Linked DNA regions of Ovis aries: region 1 is linked to region 2. The links are chromatin contacts, called in public Hi-C maps. All regions are on one chromosome and are shown on one strand. Each heading gives the region's core, a stretch centred on a gene start, on an enhancer-like site or on the middle of the called end of the contact. The rest is flanking DNA. Distances are from core to core; before and after follow the strand shown.

Evidence for each region. Hi-C and Micro-C count contacts between places; a contact is called where the count stands out from the background.
Region 1: a contact with region 2 is called in a Hi-C map of liver, with 2.0 times the contacts expected there. The contact joins the promoter of NHEJ1 here to the enhancer-like site in region 2. A contact is called at or near these places in 2 of 16 Hi-C or Micro-C datasets (liver and mixed tissues).

The regions. Positions count from the first base shown.
Region 1 is chr2:221,111,850-221,118,632 of ARS-UI_Ramb_v3.0, forward strand. It overlaps NHEJ1 (non-homologous end joining factor 1), which reads right to left and starts at 2,672. Exons shown (of 8, transcript XM_012146435.4): 1 at 2,593-2,672. SLC23A3 (solute carrier family 23 member 3) reads right to left here. Exons shown (of 12, transcript XM_042244257.2): 8 at 6,670-6,783; 9 at 6,066-6,171; 10 at 5,590-5,757; 11 at 4,466-4,561; 12 at 3,537-4,371. The coding sequence ends at 4,085.
Region 2 is chr2:221,066,227-221,073,360 of ARS-UI_Ramb_v3.0, forward strand. The region is part of intron 5 of NHEJ1 (non-homologous end joining factor 1); the gene reads right to left. Among named protein-coding and RNA genes, the nearest start is that of NHEJ1, 45 kb to the right of the region's middle. Within about 2 kb of position 5,620, at least 8 of the 54 cell types and tissues checked have an H3K27ac peak or open chromatin away from gene starts, as enhancers often do. A contact at or near this core is called in liver, where this site is marked.

The DNA of each region.
Region 1 (6,783 bases), core at 1,422-3,921, 43 kb after region 2:
GCAGGAAACTCGAATTATTTGATCATTATCTAAAAACAAAACTCTGGAAGCTCTCAGAATTTTAAATATGTGTGTGTGTGTGTGTGTGTGTGTGTTTAGTTGCTCAGTCGTGTCTGACTCTTCGACCCTATGGACTGACTATAGCCTGCCAGGCTCCTCTGTCAGTGGGGATTCTCCAAGCAAGAATACTAGAGGTGTGTATATTCACTAAACATATATCTATATATTACATAAATTACTATATGCATATATATACACTTATATGTCCTCTAAATACATTTTTCCCTAAATATAGATACATTCTCAGGGATTCTTAATCTAGAGTCAATGCATGTAAGTTCTCTGGAATTATACGTGAACTTTGTGCATACATGCATATACCCATTTGGAGGGAAGAGGTCCACAGTTATGGTCAAATAAAGAGCTAATAACTCCATGTCCAGAAGCAAAGAGAAAAGCCCCAACTCCATTTCAAAAAGACCCTGAATGACTAAGAAGTCAATATAAGATACAGAACATAGCAAAAGTAGAGACCATGAAATAACTCCACTTCCCTCATCGCCTACCTCCCTACCCAAGGCACTGCCATCAATATCATGCCCTGCTGAACATCCTGGAAGCCAGCCTTTCCGCTTCAATAACTAAATGTGTAGCCTCAACCTAACAGATGTTCAGTAACTGTGGCTACTTTACAGGCAGTTTGATCATTTTTCCTGTGGGTTAAAAAAAAAGTGATATAATGAAAGTCTATAAATACAAACTGAAGTTGGGGGAGGCAGATCTTTAAGAATATAAAGAAAACAATGAAAATCCTTGGATTTCATTAATATGGTTAACATGGCTCCATTCTTCCAGTCATTTTCATCTCAATCTAAGCCATTATTCTTCCAACCATAACCTAGTGCAGCCTTGTAACATAATTTGTACAGTCACTAGGCAGGTGAAATAGAAATGCATATATTGTGACTTTTATCTGCAGCCTCAAAACCTTCTGTCTGGAGGATGGTATTTCAGTCACAGTTCCCCTGCTATTCCTACTCAGAGGGGAAGATCTGGGAATGATGAAGCCAGTCCTCACCAGACCAGAGTCCCACTTTGCCCAAGATCACAAACCTCAAGTATGTCACAAACAGCAAGTCACCAAGCCCTTCTCTCCTTTCTAGACACACCCCAGTGTGCATTCTCAGTCATCAAAATTGGGCTGATTATCTGAGCCTGTCAGTCATCAAAATTGGGCTGATTATCTGAGCCTGTCACTTTAGAAAGCCTGGATGCTCAAGACCCTCACACTGTATGGTGTTTTGTGGGTGGGGGAGGAGTTTAAAATGCAGCTGGGGGGGTCAAAAAGCCCCCCAAAAAGGTTTGAGAAATTCAGCACCACACCTAGAGTAAGCTGCTCTCACCACACACGTCCAGTTCTGAGATCTATATCTCAGCTTTTTCTTATTTCCTTCCAGGATGACTTCACATTAACCAGATTCACCCGTTTATTTTTCTTTTCTTTTCTTCTAATAATTTTTTATTGAAGTATAGCTGATTTACAATATTATATTAGCTTCAAGTGTGGTGGTGGTGGTTTAGTTGCTAAGTCGTGTCCAACTCTTGCGACCCCAGGGTCTGTAGCCTGCCAGGCTCCTCTGTCCACGGGATTCTCCAGGCAAGAATACTGGAGTGGGTTGCTATTTCCTTCTCCAGGGGATCCTCCCGACCCAGGAGTCGAACCCGGGTCTCCAGCATTGCAGGTAGATTCTTTACCTACTGAGCTATGCTGCTGCTGCTAAGTCGCTTCAGTCCTGCCCGACTCTGTGCGACCCCATAGACGGCAGCCCACCAGGCTCCCCCGTCCCTGGGATTCTCCAGGCAAGAACACTGGAGTGGGTTGCCATTTCCTTCTCAAAAGTGAAAGTGAAGTCGCTCAGTCGTGTCACTGAGCTTTGAGGGAAGTCAAATGTACACCTGTTACAATTACTGAATGAAGGGAGGGGAAGTGTGGAGGGCCAACAGCGGAGTGCCAACAGCGGAGTGGGGTTGCCTAAAGCGAGTCGGGATGAGCCCTCTAGGCGCAGTTCCTCCGCCATCCTGCAGAGGACAGCAGAACGCCAAAGACTGTCCGGGCTAGACTCTGCCCCGCCTCATCCCTCTGGGAGAGGGCGGACCCTCCCTCCCTTTACCACAGCCCCACCCCAGGAGCCCCGCCTGGTGGCAGCCAGTTTCCATTCGCCCTCGCGAGAAAGGCCTTCCAGTCCGTGTTTCTATTTTTACAGAGCCGGCTGCTTGAGGCGCGGCTCCGGACTCCCCAAGCGGCAACAAGGCCAAAAACCGGCTGCTTCATCGCAGCAAGTTGCCGGCTGGGAGTACCTCCACAAACCCCGCCCCGCGGCCGGGAGGCGAGCTGCGCACGCGCGGCCCCTGCCACCACCACCCCCGCCCATCCCCGGAGGCCTGGCCCAGAACCTTGGCCGCGCGCGGGTCCCTCCTGGCAGGACACTTGGGGGGAGGAGGCGCTATTGCCAGGACCAGCCCGCAGGGCCCGAGATGTCTTTCGCTGCCTAGCCCTGGCCCTGGCCCGGATTACAGCTCGACCCCACCTACCGTGAGCGGCCGAGAGAGCTCTCACCCTCCCCGCGGCAGGCTGGCCCGCCCGCGCCAACGAAAAGGCCTAGAGTAGAAGCATTTCCCACCCCCACTACAGGGAGGTGGGGTCTTGGGACACTGGGGCGGAGCCCAGGCCTGATGTGGGCGGGGCATCTGGGCCCCGGGAGCTGATAACTGGAGTGCTCGGAGCCGGAGGGCTACCGGGGCCCTGGTAGGTGGGTAGAAGGAAAAAGGCGCACTTTAGAGTTGCCCTGCGTCCCTGGAGGCTCAGATAGTAAAGAATTCGCCTGCAATGCGGGATACCAGGGTTGGGAAGATGCATCCCCTGGAGGAGGGCATGGCAACCGACTCCTGTATCCTTGCCTGGAGAATCCCCATGGACAGAGGAGCCTGGCTGGATACAATCCATAGAGTCGCAAAGAATCGGACACGACTAAGCAACTAAGCTCAGCACAGCAGAGTTGCCCTGGCAGAGTAGAAAGAATGCCAGACGAAATGCAGGAAGAAGGACCACGAATTTGAATTTGTTGAAAAACCGAAAGTCAAATTTCCCTACCCTACGTGTCTTTTTTGTTGTTTTATTTTTAAATAAAATGAGGGGATTGAACGTCACTAGATATTCTCTCTTGGGTCCCACCAGCACTCTGGTTGTTTAAGAGATGAGTCTCCCAGGCATACCTCCCCTGGTCTGACCTTGTCTTGTACCTTCCTGCCTGCTTTCTCCCTCCATCCACCACCATACGTATGCTCCATCACCAATCCAACTCATCTTGTACCTTGTGTAACTTACAGTTTTGCTCCATCTGGACACCCAAGTCTGAAAAATTCTCATCCATGTTCCACAACCCAAAGTCCTCTTGTTAAGGCCAGCCCCAGTGCTGCTTCTATGTAAAGTCTTTCCCACTATCCCCAATCAGAATTCATTGTTTCTTACTCTTTGCTCCCATAGCATTCTTTTAATCTTTATTGAAGACTGACTTCCACTTTGGATTTTAGTTAGTAATTACATGTTTTTTATTGTTGTTGTTTTTTTGATGTACCACAAAGCTTACTGGATCTTAGTAGTTCCCCAACCAGGGATGGAATCCACACCCTTTGCACTGGAAGCTTGGACTTCCAGGGAAGTCCAGTAATTACATGTCTTTTTAAATCATAAGTATTTGAGAGGGGAGGGACCCTGTCTTATCCATATCTATATTTCCAGGACCTTACACATAGGAGATAATAAATATCAGTTAAGTGAATGCTAGGGTTCGAGTATAGATCATTCACAGGCAAAATATCACTCATTCATTCACAGCCCCTGCTCTGGAACAGGCCTAACTAAGAAAGGAAAAGGCAAACACACCTATTGGGAAGTGAGATTTTTGGGGGGCCCATGTGAGATACACACACACATCCTCTCCCCGGGAAAAAGTGGAGCCTGTGATCTGGTTCTTCAGCAAGCTGGGAGTTAGGACTAAACTAACTAGAGTAGGAGTCCTGGTAATTACTGGGACTGTCCTCTGCTAGGCTGAGGGCACTGGTCCCCAAAGTCAGGCAGCAAGTCAGCTGTCTCTCTGGGCTCAGCGGGCCCTCTTTCCTCATTCCCAGAGTCTTGGGGCAGCGGGCAGAGGCAACGGAGGGGTTGGGGAATGCAGGGACACAGGTTTTGGATGGAGAAAGGAAGCTCGTACTCTTTATCTGCCTTCTCCCTGGACTTCTGAGGCATCCGAGCCTTTCGGGCAGTAAAAGGAGGTGGCAGCCCTTGCCCTAGGCCTCTCTCAAGCCGTGTGCCTGCAAAAGACAGAGTGGTCAGGACATTGCCCAACCCAGGGAGTGATGACTTTCTGGCCACTCCCCAGTCTGCTGGGGCCTGGCCTCAACTTACCAGAAATGGTGTTCTCTAGGAGGAAGCCCAAGAGTCCCGCCAGGAAGATGGGCTCTGTGAGCAATGAGCGCAGTAGCACATCCAAGGGGCTCCAGCCTACAAGGAGTTGGGACCAGGCAGGAGGGGGACTCTGACACTATGCAAAACCAAGGGCCTAATACTTCCAACCTAAGCTTAAGTACTGGATGGAGGGCATATCTTTCTGAATTGTTCTATCTCTCCCTCCCCACTTTGTCCCTCTGCTCTCTATTTCCCACACCCAGACCCTTCCCACAGGACCCCTGCTTAACACCCTGTCTTCTGGGCATCCACATGCCCTTCAGATATGCTTTGATCATTCCAGGCTCCCTGTCTTTGGAAAGTTTGGTATTAAAATCCCCAACCTTATTTCCTCCTTCTCACCTTTTATGCTCTAGCCTGAGTGCCTCAACCTCAGTACTACTGACATTTGGACCAGATAATTCTCTGTTTGAGAGAGGCTGTTCTGGGCACTATAGAATGTTTAACAGCATCTTTCTACCCATTAAATGCAAATAACCTCTAAATGCAAGTAACCTCTCCCCTGCTTGTAACAACCAAAAATGTCTCCAGACACTGCCAAATGTTCTCTGTGGGATAAAATCGTCCTCAGTTAAAATCACTGCTGTTTGCTAAGCTGAGCTAACAAACTAAGTTATTTGCTGCTCCGGGAGCATATGCTATGACTTCCTATTTCAGCATTGTTTACTGTGGTTCCTCTGCCAGGAATGACCTTCTTACCAAATACGTTTCAATCTTACCATCCTTTGAGACCAGCTCAATGTTACTTTCTCCATAAAAGTTATCGGGATCATCTCCAACAGAAGCCATCTCTCTCACTGCAGAGCATCACAGCTCTTTATCTGAGCCTTTCTAGTTGCATTTCTACACATCTTATCTCTTTCACTAGACTGTAAATCTATAGGCACCTTTGTATCCCAGGGAAGCTAGCATGGTGTTCAGTAAATATTTGCTAAACAAATGGACAGACTATTTATCCCCAAGCCCAGAGAAGGGTGTGGGGCCTGGAGTCCAGAGAAACTCAATCCTTGAGCCCTTGCTTGCCCACTGCCAGGCAACTACTCTTTCCCTCCCCTTCCTCCCACCTGTGCTCAGTAGGACTGGCGCTTCCCGAAACCACCTCGGCAGCAACAGGGCCGTGAAGATGGAGAAGCCAACAATGAAGACATTCCGCCCAGAGTCAATGTCAGCCAAGTGGAAGCTGGAGAATCCACTAGACAGAACCATTGCCTGGGTCACTCCCAGCATCCCACCTGTGCCGTACGGAAGTAATCAAAGAGGTTGGGAGAGGGCTGGCACAGCAGAGTACTTACTATAGGGCGGGGCAGGTTGTGATGGGCAGAGACCACCAAAAAGCCCAGGGGCCCAGGAGCCCAGTCAGGAAGCCAAGATGTGGCTGAGAAAATTCGGGCAGCTGCCACATACTCACAGCCACATACTAGGGAGGCTTCTCAGAAAGAAAGGGTATCGACCACAAGCAACCACTTGGGCCCTGCTGAGGGATCCTGGTTCAATACTAGTGCTACTGAGACACCCGCTCACCAAGCACAGGCCCACTCACCAAGCATAGGCAGCGGGATGGTGGTGAGGAGCTGGGCTAGCCTCGGGGAGAGCCCCAGCGCCACGCAGAACAGCCCCACCAAGTGGGCCACTCGCCGAGGTCCAGCCTACGTGATGAAGAGACACTGGAACACACCTCGACCACTCAAGCTTTTTGCTTGGCCAACCCCATCTCATCCTTTGGATCCCAACTTAAATGTTACTCTCCCAAGAAGCATCCTAAAGGGATTGCTCTTACTCAACCCCCTTCCCATCCCCTGCTTTGTTTTCTTAATAGCACTTGTCACTTTTGGAAAGTATCTTATTTGCTTTTCTCCTAACACGTCTGCCTCTCTCTCTCTTAAGTCCTCAAGAGAACAGGGATTTCATCTGACTCCTTCCTCTCTAGAACCTCAGCCCTGGTACAGAAGGAGCCTGAGGCACAGAAGGAGCTCAGCAGTGACTTAGTGTCTCCCTCACACTCCTAGTCCCCACCACTTCTAGGCACCTCTCTCAATGAGACGGCCACTGTGAAGAGCCCGACAGAGGGCTGGGCGCAGCAAGCCGTCAGTTCCCTTCCCTCTCTTGCACCTCCGGTTCCTCTCCCCACACCCCTGTTCACATACCTGGAGAAGACCCACCGTGCCCACGTTGGGGAAACTGGATGCAGTGCCCATGGGGCTTCCCAACAGCCCAGCCAGCACACTGCCCAGTCCCTCCAGGCTCAGCCCTCGGCTACA
Region 2 (7,134 bases), core at 4,370-6,869:
ATGGACTTGGATTGAGTCTTGGCTCCGCTGCTTACTTGCTATGTAACCTTGGGACATTTGGGGACCCCAGCTTCCTCATCTATAAAATAGAGGTGGTAATATAAAAACACTGCCCTAATTTGTGAACTACACAAAGACCACAACCAAAAGACAATGTGAGCGTAAGCACTTTGCCAACTATAAATACCACACAGATATCAATCATTCTTTTTATTCATTCTATTCCAGCTAACTGTGCAGCTTTATGCTCAAACTAGCCAATAAACTGCAGTCTCTCTAAGAGCAAAGTCAAGGGTCAGAAGGGAGAGCCTAAGCTTCTTCTGGACTTGTTTAAAAGCCTCCTAAAGGCATATACCTACAGGCTTCCCAGGTACAGGAGATGTAACAGACTTGAATTCACTGGGTCGGGAAGATCCCCTGGAGGAGGAATTGGCAACCCACTCCACTATTCTTGCCTGGAGAATTCCATGGACAGAGGAGCCTGATGGGCTACAGTCCATGGGGTCTCAAAGAGTCAGACATGACTGAGCAACCAACACAACAACAAAGGCACATATCTAATCCTTCCCTTGCTACAGGAGGACAAGGAGGTCAGCTTGCTGAAATAGCCCCCCAAAGCCACACTCTCAGCCACAAAACATCTAGATAAGCAGGAGGAGAAAGGACTCATCAATATTATTTCCCTGAAAGCTGATCTCTGACAAACTAAGGTTTTTCAGGAACAAACATCACAGATGCAGGGTAACTTAGTTCTGTTCCAAACCTCTGATGCCCTTTTTACACTTTCCTTTACACTTGTGACTTTTCATGACCAATGCTGCTGCTCCTGCTGCTAAGTCGCTTCAGTCGTGTCCAACTCTGTGCGACCCCATAGACGGCAGCCCACGAGGCTCCACTGTCTCTGGGATTCTCCAGGCAAGAACACTGGAGTGGGTTGCCATTTCCTTCTCCAATGCCTGAAAGTGAAGTCGCTCAGTCGTGTCCGACTCCTAGCGACCCCATGGACTGCAGCCTTCCAGGCTCCTCCGTCCATGGGGTTTGCCAGGCAAGAGTACTGGAGTGGGTTGCCATTGCCTTCTCTATCATGACCAATAAGAATACACAAAAAATGCCTGGATCCAATCTCTACATAAGGCATGACAACACCTTTCCCTCTAGTTCTGCCACGGAGAAGCAGAACTCTGAAAGTATTTCAACTTTGAACAATACATGAATAGATTTTGCTGAAATTAACCACCAGTTTTATAGACAGCTCCTGTGCCTTTATGTAGCACACTATTTGTACTGTTTACACTCCACGCCTTAAAAGCACGGAGCAAACCAGTATCTATCACTTACGGCAAGTGAGAAAGGCAGTGATGAAATGGAAGTCCTTTACCTCCTCCGTGCTAAGCAAACACGTCACTGGTATCTTTCGACTCTGCTTCTCTTGTTCAATGTTTTACCTTAATATATTACAGTTTATATTGTTAAACGACTGTCATAAAACATAAACAATGTACAGCACAACCATGTCAGCAATTCAGGAGGAATTTCCAACGCTGCAGTCTCTGTGGTCACAGGACAGGAAGATGACTTGCATTTGGTAGACCAAACACGTGCTAAGGGAGAGACTCCAAACAAATTGGGGAGGGGGAGACAGGAAAGAAAAGAAGAGAGTGGGGAAGTTACACTCTATGTGGGGAATCAGTTTCCCTGGATTGTGACCCAAGAAGTGATTTTAAGATGGAATCATTGTGAATTTCTATAACACTCTGGTTTTACCCTTCTGCAGGGACACAGAGAATGCCCCCAGGTTCAGCCACTCAGGGCCTCTAAGAGCTTGTGTTATTCTTTTGTCAAAAAGAGTCCTTTCTTTACTCCAGCCCCATCCTTTCCATGAGCAAAGGACTCCCCCCGCCCATGTAAGTTTTAGTTCCATCTTCTGTGAACACAGAAGAATCTAAGCTAGCTAAACTAGCAGATCTTCTCTGTAGGGGCCTAAGATTCCTCATCTGTTAAGCTATAGCCAGAAATGATAGCATTTTCAAGAATTCCCTAGTTCCAGAAAAACAGAACTAGGCATTACCATAATTATGAGTGTCACCCATTTAATACTCCAAAAAATCCATCTTCACTCTAAGTGCCAGTGTCCCAGGAGAAGCCTGAACAGAACATGCCAGTCTGTTACTCTTCAAGAGCCTCCTGCCTCAATGTTCTCATCCAAATTAAAACCAGTGCTTCAGACAGAGGGGGTGTCTTGGCTCAGAACACGGTGCAGGAGCTGAAAACAAGATCTTCAAAAGCAAACTATTCTTAAGGAGAAATTCACAGCTAAGTAAATCTCCAAGAAAATAATAAAGGTCACAGTAGGACAAATGATTATTATCCAGCAATTAGAAGTGACATGTCCAGAGGAAGACAAGTACATGATATCACTTCTATGTGGAACCTAAAAAAAAAGGGTACAAATGAACTTATCTTCTTTATATTCTTTAGGTACAAAACAGAAATAGGGTGACAGATATAGAAAACAAACTTGAGGTTGTTGTTCAGTCATCATGTCTGACTGTTTGTGACCACATGGACCGTAGCACACCAGGTTTGCCTGTCCTTCACTATATCCCAGAGTTTGCTCAAACTCATATCCATTGAGTCGGTGATGCCATCCAACCACATCATCCTCTGTCATCCCCTTCTCTTCCTGCCTTCAATCTCTCCCAGCATCAGGGTCTTTTCTAATGAGTCAGTTCTTTGCATCAGGTGGCCAAAGAATTGGAGCTTCAGCTTCAGCATCAGTCCTTCCAATGAATATTCAGGGTTGATTTCCTTTAGGATGGACTAGTCTGATCTCCTTGCTGTCCAAAGGACTCTCAAGAATCCTCTCCAGCACCGCAATTCAAAAGCATCAATTCTTCAATGCTCAGCCTTCTTTACAGTCCAAATAACCAGGGGATAAGAGGAAGCGAGGGATATATAGGGAGATTCAGATTGACATACACGTACTACTATATATAAAACAGACAACTAATAAGAACCTACTACATAGCACAAGGAACTCTACTCAATACTCTGTAAACAGTATATAGAGTATACCCTATATACTCTAAAAAAGACTGGATATATGTATAACTGATTCACTGTGCTGTACACCTGAAACTAACACAACACCGTGAATCAACTAGACTCCAATAATTTTTTTTTTAACTGACATGTTCAGAGATGCTTGATGAGGGGGTCTCTTAACCCTACCCACAGCACAGCGTCATCTGTGAGAACCTCTCGATCCCCTCCCAGACTAAATTCAGGCTGTCCAAATTCAACAGAATGCAGCCCCACTGAGGACATGCAGTTGAACAATGGTTGTTTCCGTGATCTTCTGCTCTCTCCTAGCCAAACTGGGAGACTGACTTCTCAGGGCTGTCCCGCAGCAGATCATGTTCAGTTCAGTTCAGTTCTGTTGCTCAGTGGTGTCCGACTCTTTGAGACCCCATGGACTGCAGCATGCCAGGCTTCCCTGTCCATCGCCAGCTACCAGAGCTTGCTCAAACTCATTTATCAGGGCAGACCATGTATCAGGGCTGATTTCCACTGAGAAGGCCTTCACCTGACTAAGCCAGCAAAATGTCTTTCTGGGAGCCTTCAGGACAAAAGGGCACTTTTAATATCAAAGATGATAGCTCCAAAAATGCTCCGAGGGCTATAAGAGGTAATGCTTTTTCAGCCCTAAGAATTACGGATGAAGCTAGGGTTCCCAGAAACACTCTGATGTAGCTCAACAGTAAGGACAAGCAGGGGACCCTCACACAAGGCCTAGATAAGGCTGGGAGCAAAGTGAAAGCACAAAGAAGGGACTCACAGACCTGGAGAGCATTTCCACACACAAGTGCATATCTCTTCCCTAGCTGAGGCTCAGACACTGCAGGAGCTTTTGACTGGGTAAGAACTGTGTCTGTAACCCAGAAACAACTAAATTTCAAGCACATGAGGAAAGATCCTTCCCCCTGTAATCTCTGAAGCCCCTAGAGAAGTAAATAAGGAAACATTGCTCCCGGGTACCAGTGAGGGCTGCCCACTCACCAGCCCTAGGAAATGTCTGAACAGAGTCTTATTCAAGCCAAGGGAAAGCGCTGTTAAAATACACAAAACTCCTTTGACTAATGTGAGAGGGGGAAAGAGCCTCTATAATTAACAGAAACTGTCACAGGCATTGGGGGCTCCGACGTGTTCAACGCAAACCACTTGAAAAGACCCGGTCTTCTAGGAGAAGGCTGGGGTTTGTGAGTGGGGATCCAACAGGCTAGGGACAGCTTTTCCAAAAGAATCCACCATATTAAAAAGAAGAAGGAAAAAGGAGAAGAAAAAAACTGGGGGTTGGGGGGGGGGTGGAGAAAAGAAAAACCCAAACCTCAGCTGAATATTTTTCCACCACTGGAACTAAAAAGCTGAACAGAAGAAAAAAAGTCCAAATACAACCAGTTTTCAATCAGGGCCTAATTAGAAAGAAAAGTGGCAGTGCTATTATTACAGATCTGGGGAGGAAGAAATGCAGTCAATGACTTTCGTTTGGGCTGAGCCATCCACTTGAAAGCTGTGATGATTAGAGGGACAATTTATGGTGAGAGATGCTGAGGGGGAAGAGAGCAATGGAAGAAGGGGCTGACTGCTCATGCCAATCAGGAGCCAAAGCACATAGTCAAAAACATTTATTGATCACTTGAAATTTGTAAAGCATCACATGAAGGGCTGTACAAATAAAGAGAAAGGAATAAAGAAGAATAAAGATCGTAACAGATGTAGCTCTGACCTGAAGAGGCTTATAAACACTACCCCTGCATAAGCACCTACCTCCTAACCCTCAGCCACTATATACACATGCACACGTCTTCAGAGAAAATTTAACCTTGACTTCTTTCACACACAAAGTCCACTCTGACTGCTCATGTGGCCTGACTCTGCATTGCTCCCAGCTCCCTCCTCATTTCCATACATGAGACACAGAGACATCATGAGGAAAAGAGGCCGTCATCCAATATAATTCCTGAAAGAAGCAATCTGGATTTGCCTGAGCCCTCAAAAGAAGCCTGTCAAGGTCTACACCCTGGCTCAGACAGGCCAAGATCTTACATCAAGATGGGTAACTTCACAAGGGCTGAAAGAGTATTTTCTGCTTTCTTTATGATCCTGAAGGAATCAGGTCCGTTTTCTAGGTAAAAGTCATACACATGAGAACAAGCAGAAGGGAACTCGGGATGGGCACCCTGATATACACATGGCTATAGAAAGGAATGCGGCAGCCAGTTCCATTCCGTATTTGCAATAGAACAAAGCAGTTTGATTGGTGGAAGCATGAAGGACTTTCTTCCCTTGCTCTGGGGTACCCTCTTCTTTGTTGATTTAGCTCAGGCAACTTGGAGGAGGGACAGGAAGGGCTACGCAAACATGTCACAGCCTGCAGTGAATAGGGCCAACAGAAAGGAGAGGCAAAGAACAGAGCTGAGAGGAGAGGAAAAGAGGAGAGGCCTCTCTTCCCATCCCACAACCTGGGCTCCATCCAACACAAAGTTAATTCCTAACCTCGGCTCACCACCCTGCCCACTGCTTGCATGATTTATCCCCCTATCTGCCTGCATCGCCTTTACAAGCCTCCCAGCCCTGCACACCATTATAAAAGCTGTCTGTGCTGCTGGCTCGACCTGGCCTGGCCCAGGCTCCTGCCACTGTAACCCTTCCCCACCCCTACATTTTACAAGCCTTCCGCCATCATGGAAATCTGAAATCCCACGAAAGAACAGTAAACATCGCAGGGAAAAGAAAATACCTAGCCAGGCCACTCTGGACAGCAGAGTCACAAATGGACCGATGTCTCTAAGCCAGAGGAGAAGGCCCTGAGGCAACAACGGTACAGTGCGCTGCCTTCTTGCCTGAGCTCAGCTGGATAATAACAAAGAGATGCACACATACATGGGCCAGTCCTTTATGGGCACAGCCAAGCGTCCCGGTGCCCTGGGAATTCCCAGGCTGGAAGAATCAGCCAGGATGTCAGGGAAACTCACAAGTAAACACAGGTGTCAGGTTTAGAGAACCACGTGGAAATGTGAAGTTTTAAATAACGGAAAGAGACTAAACATTTTTCAGACCACAAACTAAGTCAGGAGCAGCTCTGTCACCTGCTTATATGGGCTCCTTAGGGAGGCAGCATGGTACAGCGGAAAGAGCATGGGTTCAGATTTAGCTGACTTGCTTTGAAAGCTGGCTTCATCCCTTATTTATTAGCTAAGTGACTTCAGGAAGCTTATACTCTCTGAATCTCAGTTTCACTCTCTATACCATGAGAAATACCAACTCATAAAAAGGTGGCGAAGAGTTCCAGCAAGATTTATAGGCAGAGGGCCTAGCACTCAGAGGTACCCCCCAAAATGGTACCTATTATGATTCCTGGGGATGTTAGATATCCTAAAATGGGGGGAGTGTCTATTGCTTCCTCATGCAAATTTTAGCCTGCTTAACAAATTTCCCCTTTGTTCTAAGAAAACTATCTCTTTCTAAACCAGATTCCACCAGTTCATCTGCTGGCCAGAGAATGAGCCAAAAGGGAGGCCCCTGGAGGAGCATCTTCCCTACCCACTGGGTTGAGTACCCTTTTCATCACTCTGAACTCATATGACCCAGGTCTGCCTCTGATCCTCACACTAGGCCCCCCATTGGCTCCTCTGGCCCCAGTTCATAAGGCTCTTCTTCCTTTTTCACATGCCTCAAGAGAACCTGCCAGCAGCTGCTAGATTCCATTCTGTTCGAGAATGCCCACCTGCCCTATTACAGCAGAGTCTAAGCCAGATGTCAGGGTTCACACCTTCCCCAGCTAACTGAGTGGAGAAACTGGACACTCAAGAATTCCCCGTGAATCTCTTGAGTTCCAAAACGCTTTGCCAATGAGGCTGAGTGCTCCCCAGAGCTCTGTTATTCACTTGGGGGTAGGCAGTGGGGACATGGAGGGGGAGGGCGGGGGAGGGCAGGGAGAGAAGAGAGCCTTGATTCAGGGGCCAGACTGAGTCCGCCACAGGCCAGGCTCCGCTGAGGTTTCTCGGGTGAAACACGCCTCTGTGATGGCTGTGCCTGTGAAGCGCATGGAAATGCCCATAAAGCCGTATCAAA